Linked DNA regions of Mus musculus: region 2 is linked to region 1. Evidence: chromatin contacts called from public Hi-C data. All regions are on one chromosome and are shown on one strand. The core of a region is the stretch at or near the end of the contact, and the rest is flanking DNA. Distances in the headings are between cores, read along the strand shown.

Region 1 (6,638 bases), core at 1,884-4,383:
CTTCTAAATTACTTTTAAATCACTAGGTCATGTGGTTCTGGGTTAGTTAAGAAGGGCCACCAGTACTAGTATGTGGCTGGTGATGGTATAGTCTCCTCTGAGAAAAGTCTGTCGTTTTGTTAGCTGGCGGTGATGGTTTTGTGAAGAAAGATATCTAAATTCATTCTGTGCTATGTATATTAAATTCATTCACCTCTCCACCTCCAGTCATAACTTCAATAGAGAAGTGTAAAAGGAAATATGTTAACTGGTGGGTACGAATCCTTCCCAGTGCCATAGGTTCAGAGTGACCATGAAGGTTTGCAGAGTTGCCAACAGGAAGGGCTAACCTTCAGTTGTGAGCATGGGAAAACCAGCCGTTCTTTTATGGTATGTATGGTTTATGTGGCAGTACCATACCCAGGACTTAATTAACAAGAAGATGTCACTTGGAGATGGTGAGATGGCTTAGTGGTTAAGAGCACTGACTCTTCCAAACGTCCTGAGTTCAATTCCTGGCAAAATAATAATAATAATAATAATAATAATAATAATAATAATAATAATGGTGGCTCACAACCATCTATAGTGGGGCTTGATGCCCTCTTCTGGTGTGCAAGAGAGGCTGCATACAGACAGAACACTTACATACACAAATAAATAAATCTCTAAAAAAAATAAAGAAAAAAAGAAGATGTCACTTGCAAGTCACACCCACTAGCTGGGTTTTCACATGTTGCACCATGGATGCACAGGGGGAGAGTAACTACTTGCCTGGAGTAAGCCACCTGGTCTTTAATTTGAAATTAAGAGGAAGAAACAGGGTCCTGGCAACTGAGCTGTACCACGTCACCAGCTGCTCCCCTTACAAATTCATTGAGGGTGTCTCTTTCAGTTCATGCCTAAAAATAGAGACTCCCAAGGCTTTAAGGAGGGGCAGCCCGGTTCTATGGGCTTCTGGTTGGGGGTGGGTGTCTGCCGGGCCAGGAAATACAAACACAGGTGGGCAGGCACTTTGCCAAGGACTGTGCATGACACCTGGACTTAGGCTGGAGGAGGTGCTGACTCCAGACTCACACCAAAAAGATTGTAAGTACCCTACGCACCAAGGAAGAGGGGAAGAGCCTTGGGGAGCCCTGCTTCCCAACAGTGAGGCAACTATGGGCTGGAACACGAGGACCCAGTCAGAAGGCTATGGCAGTATCCACACATAAAACTGGTGACATCCTAGGTAGAGACAGGACAGTATCACCAATATCATGCAAGCAGGTACTATACGACCTGGTACCCAGGCAGAGGCATGGGGAAGAGAGGAGGGCTCAGGCCACACCAATGCTCCTGGATTAGCTGACTGGGTGAATGCAGTGTCAGCCACAAAGGCCAGCACTGCAGAGGAAGGACTAAGTTTGTGGATAAAGATGGTGAGTAAGGCCCAAGAGCTGCCGAGGGGAGGTTGAGTAAAGGACCACTGACATCCATATTTGGATGTCCTCATCCTAAGCAGTAATGCTAAAAGGTGTTCTGCTGCAAATATGAGTGGACTAAAATGTATAGGACTCCAGCAGGGTGGCCATAGATGAGGCCAGCCCTTCTCTAGATAGGACTCAGTGAGGCCTTAATGGAGCTTGAGTCTGGCCTTGCTGGCTTGAAGTCCCAAGTGCCATGAAATGGGGCATACTGGGTAGAGGATGAAGCTATGGAAGTGAATTCTGCTGTGACAAGTAGGGGACAGGGGCCTGTCTAGAAGTGGGCAACAGCCGTCAAGTTCTAGTCAGTGTTCTCAGCCTCAGTGTCCCCCTCTTGGCTTGTCAGCTGTGAATAGCAGATGATCCGACGTGAATGTGGACTTTCATGGCACTGTACAGAGCCACATAAAGCCAGGTGGAAGGATGGAGTGTAGTCCAAAGTGCGCTACTGAATGGATGGGGTAGGATGGGGGGTGGAGCTGATTCCTTCCAGCTCATACACTGACCATGCGTATCTCTGTGCTCTGTGCTTGGAATGGGCTTCAGTGGAAGTATTTACACCACAGTGATTGGCAGAAGCCGAAAATCAGGCTTTCGATTATTAGGGGGCCAACTGTTAAACATTGCCAGGTATGGTGACACAGCCTGTCATTCTAGCCCTCAGGAAACTGAGGCAGGGTAATTACTGTGAGTTAGAGGCCAGCCTGGGCAACATAGCTCGGCTTGGACTACAAACCAAGGCCTCGTCTCAAATTGTTAAACATTTACTGGTATACCACTGGGGGTAGTAAAGTTTGCATGTGTAGGCAAGTGAGTGAATGAGTTCAGAGAGAGAGAGAGAGAGAGAGAGAGAGAGAGAGAGAGAGAGAGAAGCAGGAAATGAGGACCCATTGCCTGAAAGTATGGAATTGGAAGCCTAGGGCTTTGAGTGTAAACCTCTCTGGGTCTCAGTTTTCAGTGTCATATGGCTACTATAAATTTTTTTTTTAAATTATAAAAATTACATTGAAGAAGTACTTACGACAAGCAACAGGAACTGGCGGGTCATAAGCAGTCACATGCGTGTTAGCCACACATCATTCAATGCCCTGGTACTCAAGTCCCATCTGAATGGCCCTTACATTAACCCTTCTTCCTCTGCCTTGCTCTGACATCACTGTCTCTCCCCTGATCCATCTCCCTTTCTGCTCTGTCTCTTGCCCCCTTCAGTCCACTCTCCACACCGCAGTGCATGTTCTAAAAGACATTCCAAATAAATACATTAATAAATTAATAATAATAACTGCAGCCTTGCCTTCTCTCTGCCTACCCTTCTCAGTAGAGTCCCACCCCCACGCCCATGCCTACCATCCATCTCCTGCCCTGCTCCTGTGCCATCAGTCTGTCCCAGCCCTCACCCTCCAGCACCTGCTGTGGTGTGACCCCTCTGGTCGTACCTACCTGCCTATCATCATGTATTAGCTTTTTGTTCTTTCTTATGTGTCCCTATCGTCTCCGCCCCAATAGCTTCAGGACAGGAATTCCATCTTTCTCTGAATCATTTAATGTAGGAGTTGGTGTCTTGTGGCTTTTCAACAGACATTTCTTAGTTGATCGATTGTTTGATTGACACACCCGGGATGAAATGTGAGGAGGATGGAGTAAGCTACAAAAAGCAGAAGTTAGTCACAGAGTCCCTTTAGGGCTGTGGGTTGCTATAGAGACCACTCAGAGACACTCCAGGCACCATCTCTGGTACAGACCAGCAGACACTGTCCAGCCAAGCTCTGCTTCTGGTCTTCCTGGGTGCCTAACCAGAGGGGGAAGCCTAAGCAAGGCCTTGTTTAGGAAGTTAGCCAGACACTGTTGGGCTAAAGCCTTTGTTGTTTTTTTCATGAAGGGTTGAGAAAGAAAACTCTTTCCTGTCTTTACTGTGCCCAGCTTTCTGCGCCTTCCTGTTATCATAATGGCTCATTGTTGGTGGCTTTTCGGAAGAGTGGGGCAATATTTCACCCTCGGCCACACTTTGGTCACTGTCGGGAGCAGGCTAACTGTGCCACAGGCTGTGGGTTACATCAGCTTCTCTGACTCTGTGAGGTTAATTTGGGGGATGACGACCAGCTGGGGTGATATGTAGTTCTGCAGAACAGTGGGGTTATTCTAAGAGTGCTCTTGACGGCAGCCTCAGGCCTAGAGCCTTCCCCTGTTCATCCGCTGACAGCCACGCCTGCAAGTGTCTCCGCCTGAGAAGTGTGGACTGTGTAAGTGCAGACCTTTGTCCCATCCTGTTCTTTGCACACCTCCCCTCAGCCACTGCCTACGGTTCCCTTTCCTTAATGGATGGACGGGCAAAGAGAGGTGGCCATGATACCCAGAGGGCAAGCAGATAGCAAAAGCCAAATTAGACTCAATTAAGTGGCTTGATAAACTCTGGTAGGCCAGCATGACTTGGGATGTTTCAGCTCCTAAGAATATTGCTCAGATATTCCTATGGAGTCCCCACGAAGTCTGCCAGACCCTTTAAAAATGCTATTCCCTGGTCAGGTCAAAGAATAAGACCACTTCACTTTGGGAATCTAGTGAATGTGCTCTTGATCATGATAGTCTGTCTTATTTGAACTATTTCCCTGATGGCATCTTAGCCTATCTGGACTCTCTTTCTGGCCTTCAAACAAGTCAGCTCCATTCCATCCCCTAAGAGCACCAGGTCACCTTTTGTGGCTACCTGTTTCCTGCAGCCTCAGCAGATGCCTGGCCTCTTCTAGACAGCAGCGTGGCTTCAGGAACTCCCCTCTCCTGCATTCTCTATTCCTCACAGACGAGGCCAAGGGAGATATAGAGCAGTGGAGAAGGAGGCCCCCATTTCATATCCCACTTGCCTGGTCTCTTGCAGGAGCAGAGATTGTCTCCCTTCAGAGCTGAAGCACTTATTTCCCCTGTGCTGGCTAGTTTTATGTCAACTTAGCACAAGCCAGGGTCATCTTAGAGAAGGGAGCCTCAATTAAGAAAATGCCTCCATAAGATCAGACTGTAGATAAGCCTGTAGTGAATTTTCTTAGTGATCGATGGGGGAGGGCCCCGGCCATTGCAAGGTAAGTGGTACCATCTCTGGGTTGGTGGTCCATTCTCTCCTCTCTCTCTCCCCCCTCCCTCCCTCCTCCCCTCCCTCCCTCCTCCCCTCCCTCCCTCCTTTATTCTCTTCCTCCCATCCTCATTCTCTTAAAAAAAAAAAAAAAGCAGACTGAGAAAACCACAGAGAGCAAGCCAGTAAGCAGCACCATTCCATGGCTTCTGCATCAGCTCCTGCCTCTGGGTTTCTTCTCTAAATGCTTTTGGTGATATGAAAGTATGAATGGAGTAAACCATTCCTTCCTTAAGTTGTTTTTGGCCATGTTGCTTCATCACAGCAAAGAAAGCCTAACTGAGATACCCCAGGCTGCAGGAAGACTGGATGATCTTCGGCGAGGACACCTATTTAGGGCCACCTGTCTTCAGACATTCTTGTAGGGTCATTTGAGGCCTCTGACATGCTGCATGTACTCATGTGACTCTCTTTCTCAAAGTCTGTGTCTCATGGAAGCAACCCTCACAGAGAATGGGCAGGTGTGACTCTGACTGTCTCCGAGCCTAGGACTCTTCTACTAGATTCTCCAAACCTGCCTGTAGCCTCACCCTACTTGAGCTTCCTGGCGAGTGCCATTTTTAAAAGCATAGAAGAGTCTTGGGGAGCACTGAAGGAGAATATCCAAGTGTGCAGGCTACTCTGTACACTAGACAGAAAACTGGCGGTGGGAGAAGCCATGTAGGGGACTTCTTGTGTCCAAGAGCCTGGTGATAAGTTGAAAGAATGACTCGGGAAGGAGACTGGCCTCTAGAGGAAGCTTCCCTTGTCTCCTTTCTCCCGAAGAGACAGAGAGAGAGAGAGGTACAGGGAAGTTTCAGTGCCTTCTGGGAAGGTTTATTAGACTTTTATTAGATGGTTTCCCAAACTACAAAAGCTTCCCTGTTCCTATTGGCCATGCAAATGTACCTCAAAGGACTTTACTTTCATCCACAATTGGAGCCAGCCATGAAATTATGCAGTTAGACTCCAACCAACGCCCAAAGAGTCTGCTCGTCCACAGGGCTTAAGTGTGGTTTCCAGCACCCATGTTACGTGGCTCACAATTGGCTATAAAGTCAACTCTAGGGTGATCTGGCACCCCTGGCCTCCAAAAGCACATGAACTCATGTGTGTGCTCATAGCTGCCCCCACCCCAATACATCAAATAAGTAAACTAGAAAAAGATACTAGAGAGTTGTTGTGGGCACCATTCCACTGTTGGAGACGAGGGGTAGGAGGCCTTTGGGTTCCTGCCTCTGCTTCCCAGGCCCATAACTATCAGCCACTTTTGGAAGATCTGCAGGTCCTGCCTGTCCCTCTACAACCCGAAAGAGTCTAAGTCAGGAAAGTGTAGCATTTCTGCCTCTCTCCTTCCGAGGAGCTCTAGAGTATACATTTTGAAAGGGTGGTGGTGCCCATGCATGTAGGACTAACATTTATACAGTATTTGATATAGTGGTTGTCATCATCAAAGCCTAATTCTCTGAGTACTGTACCCAAACTCATTCCAGTCTATTTAAAAGGCTGTGCCTGGGCATTCACTGGAGTGGACCTTATGAGAGAGGGAGAGTGGGTAAAGAGATACTTCTGTCCAAATGATAAATTACCTCATAGGAGCTAACCAAAATCCCTGTAGTTTTTGTTAATGTGTTTGTTTAAAAACAATTTGCAAAAATTTATCTTAGGGCAGTTTCAGCTAAAGTTGGAAAAGTCAGCAGGGGATACTAATTTGCTTTATTAGGTCTCCCCGCCCCCAACTCCAAGAGACCCAAGGGAGCTAGACAAATGAAACTCGTAGCTTTTAGTAAAAATAGCCAGGGATGAGCTGTCCCGGTTAGTCATCAGACTGACTACTCTGTAGCACCAGCTGCGGGTTTCTCCCGTGGAGACTCTGTATGGTGAGGGATAATGAGGTGGGGAACGGGACCAGTGGGTAATGTGGCAGAGACAGAGTGGCTTGGGAGGGCTCTAAAAGTGAGCAGCACCTCGTGAACTGCTGTTGGTTGATCCTAGGCCGGCTGATGTCTTTTAGGAGACAGGGGGACCATGCTGACTCAGTACTAAGGCACTCCTAGAATAGAAACCATTCTGGGTCACTAGGTCACTTCAAA
Region 2 (6,552 bases), core at 2,746-5,245, 130 kb after region 1:
AGCGAGGGTACCTCTACAAGGGAACTTTGAGAGTATGACAGGGGAATGTCTTTGATTGTAGAAATAATTACCCAACTGATCATTTGTCAAAGCTCACAGGATTGTACTGAAAAGGGAGACATGTACTGAATGCAAATTAGCCTGGCCTTTAAATGGAAACGAAAATCTCCTCTTTTGGCCTTTGGGGACTGCCACCTCAATAGGGCAAGTTTCCGGTTTGAGATGGGCTGCTCCGTGAGGACAGACCTCCCAGCAGATGGAGACAGTGCTCTTAGAGACTCCGTGGAGGTTCACTCATGCCTCAGATGTTTTCCAAGTCTCTCCTGTGCACTCACCGTGTGGGGGGGTGGGAGGTGAGGGGAAGCTGACATGGAGTGTTTACCTCAGGGAGTGGCAGTGGCCACGGGGAGGCCAGGTGTCGCCAGAGGCCATTTGGAGGGAGAATTAGAAGCCGTTTTATTCAAGCAGGCCAGCAGATCCTGGCAGGACTTGAATGGAGCAGGTGACGGAAGGGAAGCTGGGGGCAGTTCAAGTTCACATGAGGGCCTGGGATCTTGCCAGAAGCTGGTCAGCTTGTGAGAAGGAAGGAGAGTCCCAAGTAGAAACCTTGTTACCACCATTGTAAATCAACCACCCAGCGAGCGTTTGAAGCTATGTTTAGAGCAAGGGTTAGGAAACTCCCACTCAAAGCCAAGTCTGGCTCACCCCCTCCTCTGACAGCCCCCCCCAAGTTTTCATTGGCTAAAAGTGGCCTTTTTAGTTTAAAGGGTTTCTTTCCCTTAATCAAAAAAGTAGCAAAATTATACAGAATTCATATTTTGGTGTATTAACGTTTTATTGGGATCCATAGACCTGTACTATGTATTGCCTGTGGCTGCTTTTGTGTTCTCCTGGTGCGGCAGCATAGCCTAGCGGAACCCTTCACAGGGAGGCTTGCTGAGCCCTACCTTAGCCTGGGGATTCCACTCTCCCTGCCTGCCTCTCTGATGATGTGTTGCGGGCTTCCAAGAGAAAATTCTGTCAGCTCATGCTGACATCACCATTGTGCAACGTCGCCTCACCTGGATCACCCATATCTTGCCTCATGACCAAGCTGTGAGTCCCTGTGCCAGGCCTGCAATCTCACAGATGCAATGCGTTGCCACATCAGCAGCATCCTGCAGGGCAGACAGGCTGGCTTCGAGCAGCATAGCTTTGCTGATCCGGCCGGCTCTGTCTGGATAAAGAGATGTGCGTGGACATCCTGATGTTTGAGGCCTGACTGCTCTGACTGGATCTTATGTAGATGATTTCACAGGTCAGACGCTCCTCTGTCAGGGCAGCCCGAGGGTCTGGTCTAACCAGTGAATGCAATAAAGCAAAGATGGATTCCTTGGGAGTTTACAGTTGTCGCAAGCTTCGGCCGTGAAGCTGAAGTGCAGGTAGCCCTCTCTGGCGTACGGTGGCTTTTCTGAAACTACCTAGATCAGTGGTTCTCAACCTTCCTAATGCTGTGACCCTTTAATGCAGTTTCTCATGTGGTGACTCTTCCCCCACCCCACCCCCAACCATAAAATTATTTTCTTTGCTACTTCATAAATGTTATTTTGCTACTGTTATGAATTATAATGTGAATATCTGATATGCAAGATATCTGATCTGTGACCCCTGTGAAAAGGTCACAGGCGTTTCAACCCACAGGTTGAGGACCACTGACCTAGACTCCATAAGGTGGAGAAGTCACTAGGAAACTGACAGACAAGCAAGAATCAGGCCTGTGGCTTCTTTTAGATTCTGCTCCATGGTTGGGCCTAAACCCCCCCTGGGGTCAGTCTGCTTCTAACCTCTTGTCATCCTGTCCTCTTCCTTACTCTTTAAATTCCACCATCGTCCCTCCTGCTGTCCCCAGGCCTGAACCGTCCTCTTGTCCTCTTTAAACTCCACCATCCTGTCCCTCCTGCTGTCCCCAGGCCTGTACCTTTCCCCTGTCCTATACGGTTTTGAGATAGAACCGTTGAGTGGCTTGAAGCTGTTACAATAATTTCAATTTGGGTTAAACTGTGTTCACTGATAAAACTACATTGAAAATGTAACGTCTAGTACCCTGGGCATGTGACCTTATTTATACATAAGGTTTTATAGGCATAATCAAGTCAGGAGAAGATCCTCCAGGAAATAATAGCTAATTATTTCCTCCAGGAAATACTAATCTCAGTATTTGCGAATGAAACCGTATTAGGAGATTGTCTCTTTTTGCAGATCAGTTGACCAAATTGAGATGATGCTGTACAGGTAGAGAGATGGCTCGGTTGGGAAGCGTGAAGACCCGAGTTTGGACCCCTAGCAGCCTTTTAAAAGGGGGTACATCAGCACGGGCCTGTAATCTCAGCATTGGGGAGGCAGACAGGCTGCCCCCTGGGGGTCACTGGCCAGCCAGGGTGACCTAATCAGCGAGCTCTAGGTTCAGTGAGAGACCCTGTCTCAAAACTATGGCAGAGTACTTACCCAGCAGGGGGTAGCCAGTGACCAAAGAGATGGTTTTCCTAGGGCGAGGCTCCAACATTATACTTGGGGTTTGCTGACCCCCGTGACCACCCCGAATGCGGGACCTTACACTTTGTGATAAGAGTCTGCGAGTCTGCACTGCCCCTCATTCAAGCACCTGCTCTTGATGTTCCCTGGGCGCTTTAGGGAGAGTGTGGCGTCGAGGATATCTGGAAACTATGAAAGAATACTTTTTTTTTTTTTTTTAAAGCAGGGTTTTGCTGTGTACCCAAGGCTGGCTTTGAATTCAATATGTAGCCGAGGCTGGCCTTAAACTTCAGGGCTCATCCCCCTTCAGCTCCCAAGTGTTGGTCTTATAAGAATGCACCACCACACCCGGTTTTATTTGAATGCCACAGAGTATGTGCTTATTGTCACAGTCATACTGGTAAGCAAGCACACATGCCAAATTGGTTCTTGCTAGCCATATTCTTAGGCATTGACTGAAATTCCCAGGAGCCAGTAAGTGGAGGAATCTGGGGTTAAATGTTAATATGGGTTAATATATGTAAAGTTCTTAGTCCAGAACCGAGGATGCGATTGGTACCCTGTAAATAAGAGGTAGCAACTGCCATTCTAGCTCCCTGTGTGTGCACTGGGCTCACCTTGCCTCAGACTCCCTGCCTTGGACCTTCCCCAGATCCTGTAGGCAACCTTGAGGGTCACTCTTGGGTCACCCTGTGAAAACTCTGCTCATGGCTGTGCGTTTTAAACAGCTCAACTCTGAAGCTAGGGGACTCTTCTTGTTCTCTTAATAATATTAATAATAATATTTGGTGCCTGAATGATATGCAACTGGATTCAAGGTACATCTAAATGAGGGTCCGTGGAGCCCAGGCTACCTGAATCATTATCCTCCTGTCTCAGCTTTCTCACATGTTGGAATTACATGTGTGTGCCTGCCCCTAAGCCATACATTCCAAAAATCTTTTTTTTTTTTTTTTTTTTTTTTGGATTTTCGAGACATGGTTTCTCTGTGTAGCCCTGGCTGTCCTGGAATTCACTCTGTAGACCAGGCTGGCCTCGAACTCAGAAATTCTCCTGCCTCTTAAGTGCTGGGTTTAAAGGTGTGCACCACCACTCCTGGCTCATTCCAAAAATCGTTATGTTCCCCAAAGCAAATAAGACTTATGTCTGTAAGAATGTCCCAGAGTTTCCCGAGAGTATCAGTTTCCAGATGGTTAAGCAGTTCCTAAATGCAGCCTTGGTCTGCCTTCTCTTGCTAATAACCTGCAGTTTTCCTGATGAAAACTGGTGTCACTTTTTGTTGTCCTAAATACTCACATATTTAGTAAGAGGTGTCCTCAATTTGTAGAGATGTAAGTCTGTAACGTTTTAGAGATACAGTTCTGGCATCGTCTGTGACTTAGACCTATCTACTTAGGAGATCTTGTTTTCTCCATACCTTAGCACTTCTAAGTACATCCAAAGAGGCCAGGAGTTCAGCCTTGGAGTTGTTTGCTATTAAACTCTACCCTCTAGTGGTCACTCCATGTCACAGCAATGCAGCATTTGGCTATAGCTGTTTCTGGACACTATGGGAGCTTTTAAGATGAAGTGTAATAACATAGCACATTATAGTTCAACTTCAGAAAGAGGGCCTGGGTTGGCTCCATTCAAGGTGTGTGAAGTCATGGAGCCTTTTGTCACTAGCGTATTGTCTGCGTTGTTTGGGTGGAGCCGATTAGGGTTGGCCTGAAGTTTTACGCACATTAAACTTTCCTTGGCTAGACTTGCATTTACATTGTGATCTGACAGTTGATAAGACTGACGCTTTGTCAGGAAGGGTGCTTGATTTAGCAAGGCAGAAAATAGCTATCAGTACTTTGAAGACTGATAGAGAATTTTCCACCCCTGTGGACAGTGGGTGCGCTCAGCCTGGCAGGAGCAGGAGAGAGTAACTGGAAGCCATGTTACGCAGAGATTTCTTGAGCTGGGGAGCTGGGGAATCCATGTTGTTGGGAAATTCTGAGAAGACGCTCACACAGAAGGAATTTTATTTATCTATTATCAAAACAATATATCATCAAATACTTCTTTGTGACTTGTCTTGTTGGCTATGCGTTACTCTGTGCTGAACGCACGAGCCGGATCTTCCTTTGGTGCAGGGTAAGTGTCCAGTGTCCAGAATGCGAATATCTGCGATCCGGCACGTGCTTCCTAACCTGCAACCTTTCCGATCATCAACTTAGAGCCGCAATAGGAGCATCCATACCATGCAGCTTTGTTTCATAAGCAAAGTTATTAAAATATTGCATAAATTATCTTCGGTCCATGCATATAGAATATTATTTGGGGCATAAATTAATTTCATGCTTAAACTTTGCACTCCTAAGATCTCTAACTCTTTTTTTTTCCCTTTCTCTCTATATGTATTTATGTGTGTGTGTGTGCAGGTTTTTTAAAAATCTGAAGTCTAAAACATTCAAGTATTTCAGATATCAGATACGCAACCTGAATTTCTTTATAAGAAAATGTCCTTATGACATTTGGGCTTTCCCAGTCCCCTCTTGTTTAAAACAGCACATAGTCGTTTCATAGCCTGCATTATCTGCCACTTGTCAACTCTCTAAGGGTTGGGATACAACACTGAACAAATTCCTGGACCTTCTATTCTGGAGGTGGCATACGGGGTGACCGTAGGAAGGACAACCAAGTTAAGGGGGGAAGGTTTAGCAGGGAGGGAGCTGGGAGATGTTAGCATAAAGGAGCTGGGCAGAGAATGGGACTTTAGTGTGGAAGGGCCAGGCAGCGGAGGAGGTCAAAACGGTAAAATGAAGCAATGGGGGTCAGAGCACACCTCTGCTCTGGGAGAACAGTAGGGAGGCCACCAGGCCTGCTGAGAGCAGCAAAGTAAGCTGCTATGGGGTCCAGCCACTGACAGAGAGCTGGAAGAAGGTGATTGGGCAGGTTGCACAGGGCCTGCACCTCAGGGGAAGGACTGGAATCTCTACAGTTGCCTGGGGTTCACTTTGGATTCCTTGTTGCTAGGGGACAGAAAGGAAAAGAAAGGGCAGGAGGGAGGAGGGGTGTGTGCACACAATGCACACGAGTGTTCAGGTGATAGGGGCTGGGGGTTTGGACCTGCCAGGTAGCTGGGGGAAGACGGGGAATTGGATGAGTAACTCGAAGGTAGAGCTAGATTACCTGGTGGACTGGCTGTGAGGGGAGAGGGGAGAGGGGTCAGAGCACTGGAAGAGCAGTGAGGTCACAGTTGAGAAGAATGGGGGGGGGAGTGTATTCTTCCGTGAATTTCAGGTAAGATAAACCCCTGGGGACTGGAGGCGTGGACCAGTGGTTAAGAACAGTTGTTGCTCTCCTAGGGGACCTGGGTTCTCTTCCCAGCACTCACACCAGACAGCTCACACCTGCCTATAAATCCAGTTTCAGGGACTCTGATGCCCTCTTCTGACCCCCATGAACACTGCCATCTAGTGGCAGAATGGCTAAGTGTGAATAACATTTGAGTCAAAATAAATTCTCCTGGCAATTAAAGGGATGTTTCTGTTTTGTTTTGCTTTTTGCTTTTCACATTTCTCTCAGTTTACACATTTTTCTCTAATATACATATAATACTCATATAAAAAAAAACACTCCACCCCAACCCTCCTTTGGTTTTTAGTGTCAAGGTTTCTCTGTGTAGTCCTGGCTGTCCTAGAACTCACTGTTGACCAGGCTGGCCTTGAATTTAGAGACCTGCCTGCCTCTGCCTCCTGACTGCTGGGGTTAAAGGCATGTATATTACTGCCGCCGCCACCACCATGCTAAAACACTTCCTTTTTTATACCATAGTTCACTGCATGGATACACTAAAAATTTGTGGGTTGATCCAAATTATCTCAAACAAACTATAAATATATTAGAGAAAAATTCCTAAACTTCTAGTGTCAAGACCTTTTTACATTGTTAAAAATTGAGAGTCCTTTTTTTTTTTTTTTTTTTTTTTTTTTTTTTTTTTGGTGTTTTTGAGACAGGGTTTCTCTGTGTAGCCCTGACTGTCCTGGAACTCACTTTGTAGACCAGGCTGGC

What was found. A called contact is a pair of places that touch in the nucleus more often than the background predicts.
Region 2: a contact with region 1 is called in a Hi-C map of bone marrow-derived macrophages, with 62 read pairs. The contact joins two enhancer-like sites. A contact is called at or near these places in 9 of 39 promoter capture datasets (the C10 cell line, cranial neural crest, embryonic stem cells and 6 more), 3 of 15 datasets of contacts at CTCF or cohesin (the NIH/3T3 cell line, embryonic stem cells and stem cell-derived epiblast-like cells), 34 of 484 Hi-C or Micro-C datasets (B cells, the C2C12 cell line, the G1E-ER4 cell line and 19 more), 16 of 115 datasets of contacts at active chromatin or transcription factors (the NIH/3T3 cell line, a colorectal cancer cell line, embryonic basal ganglia and 9 more) and 2 of 9 other capture datasets (embryonic stem cells and embryonic trunk).

Annotation. Positions count from the first base shown.
Region 1 is chr3:122,337,193-122,343,830 of GRCm38.p6, forward strand. No RefSeq gene overlaps it. Among named protein-coding and RNA genes, the nearest start is that of Gm40139, 19 kb to the left of the region's middle. Within about 2 kb of position 3,134, at least 67 of the 459 cell types and tissues checked have an H3K27ac peak or open chromatin away from gene starts, as enhancers often do. A contact at or near this core is called in bone marrow-derived macrophages, where this site is marked.
Region 2 is chr3:122,462,251-122,468,802 of GRCm38.p6, forward strand. The region is part of intron 3 of Bcar3 (breast cancer anti-estrogen resistance 3); the gene reads left to right. Among named protein-coding and RNA genes, the nearest start is that of Gm34349, 15 kb to the right of the region's middle. Within about 2 kb of position 3,996, at least 16 of the 459 cell types and tissues checked have an H3K27ac peak or open chromatin away from gene starts, as enhancers often do. A contact at or near this core is called in bone marrow-derived macrophages, where this site is marked.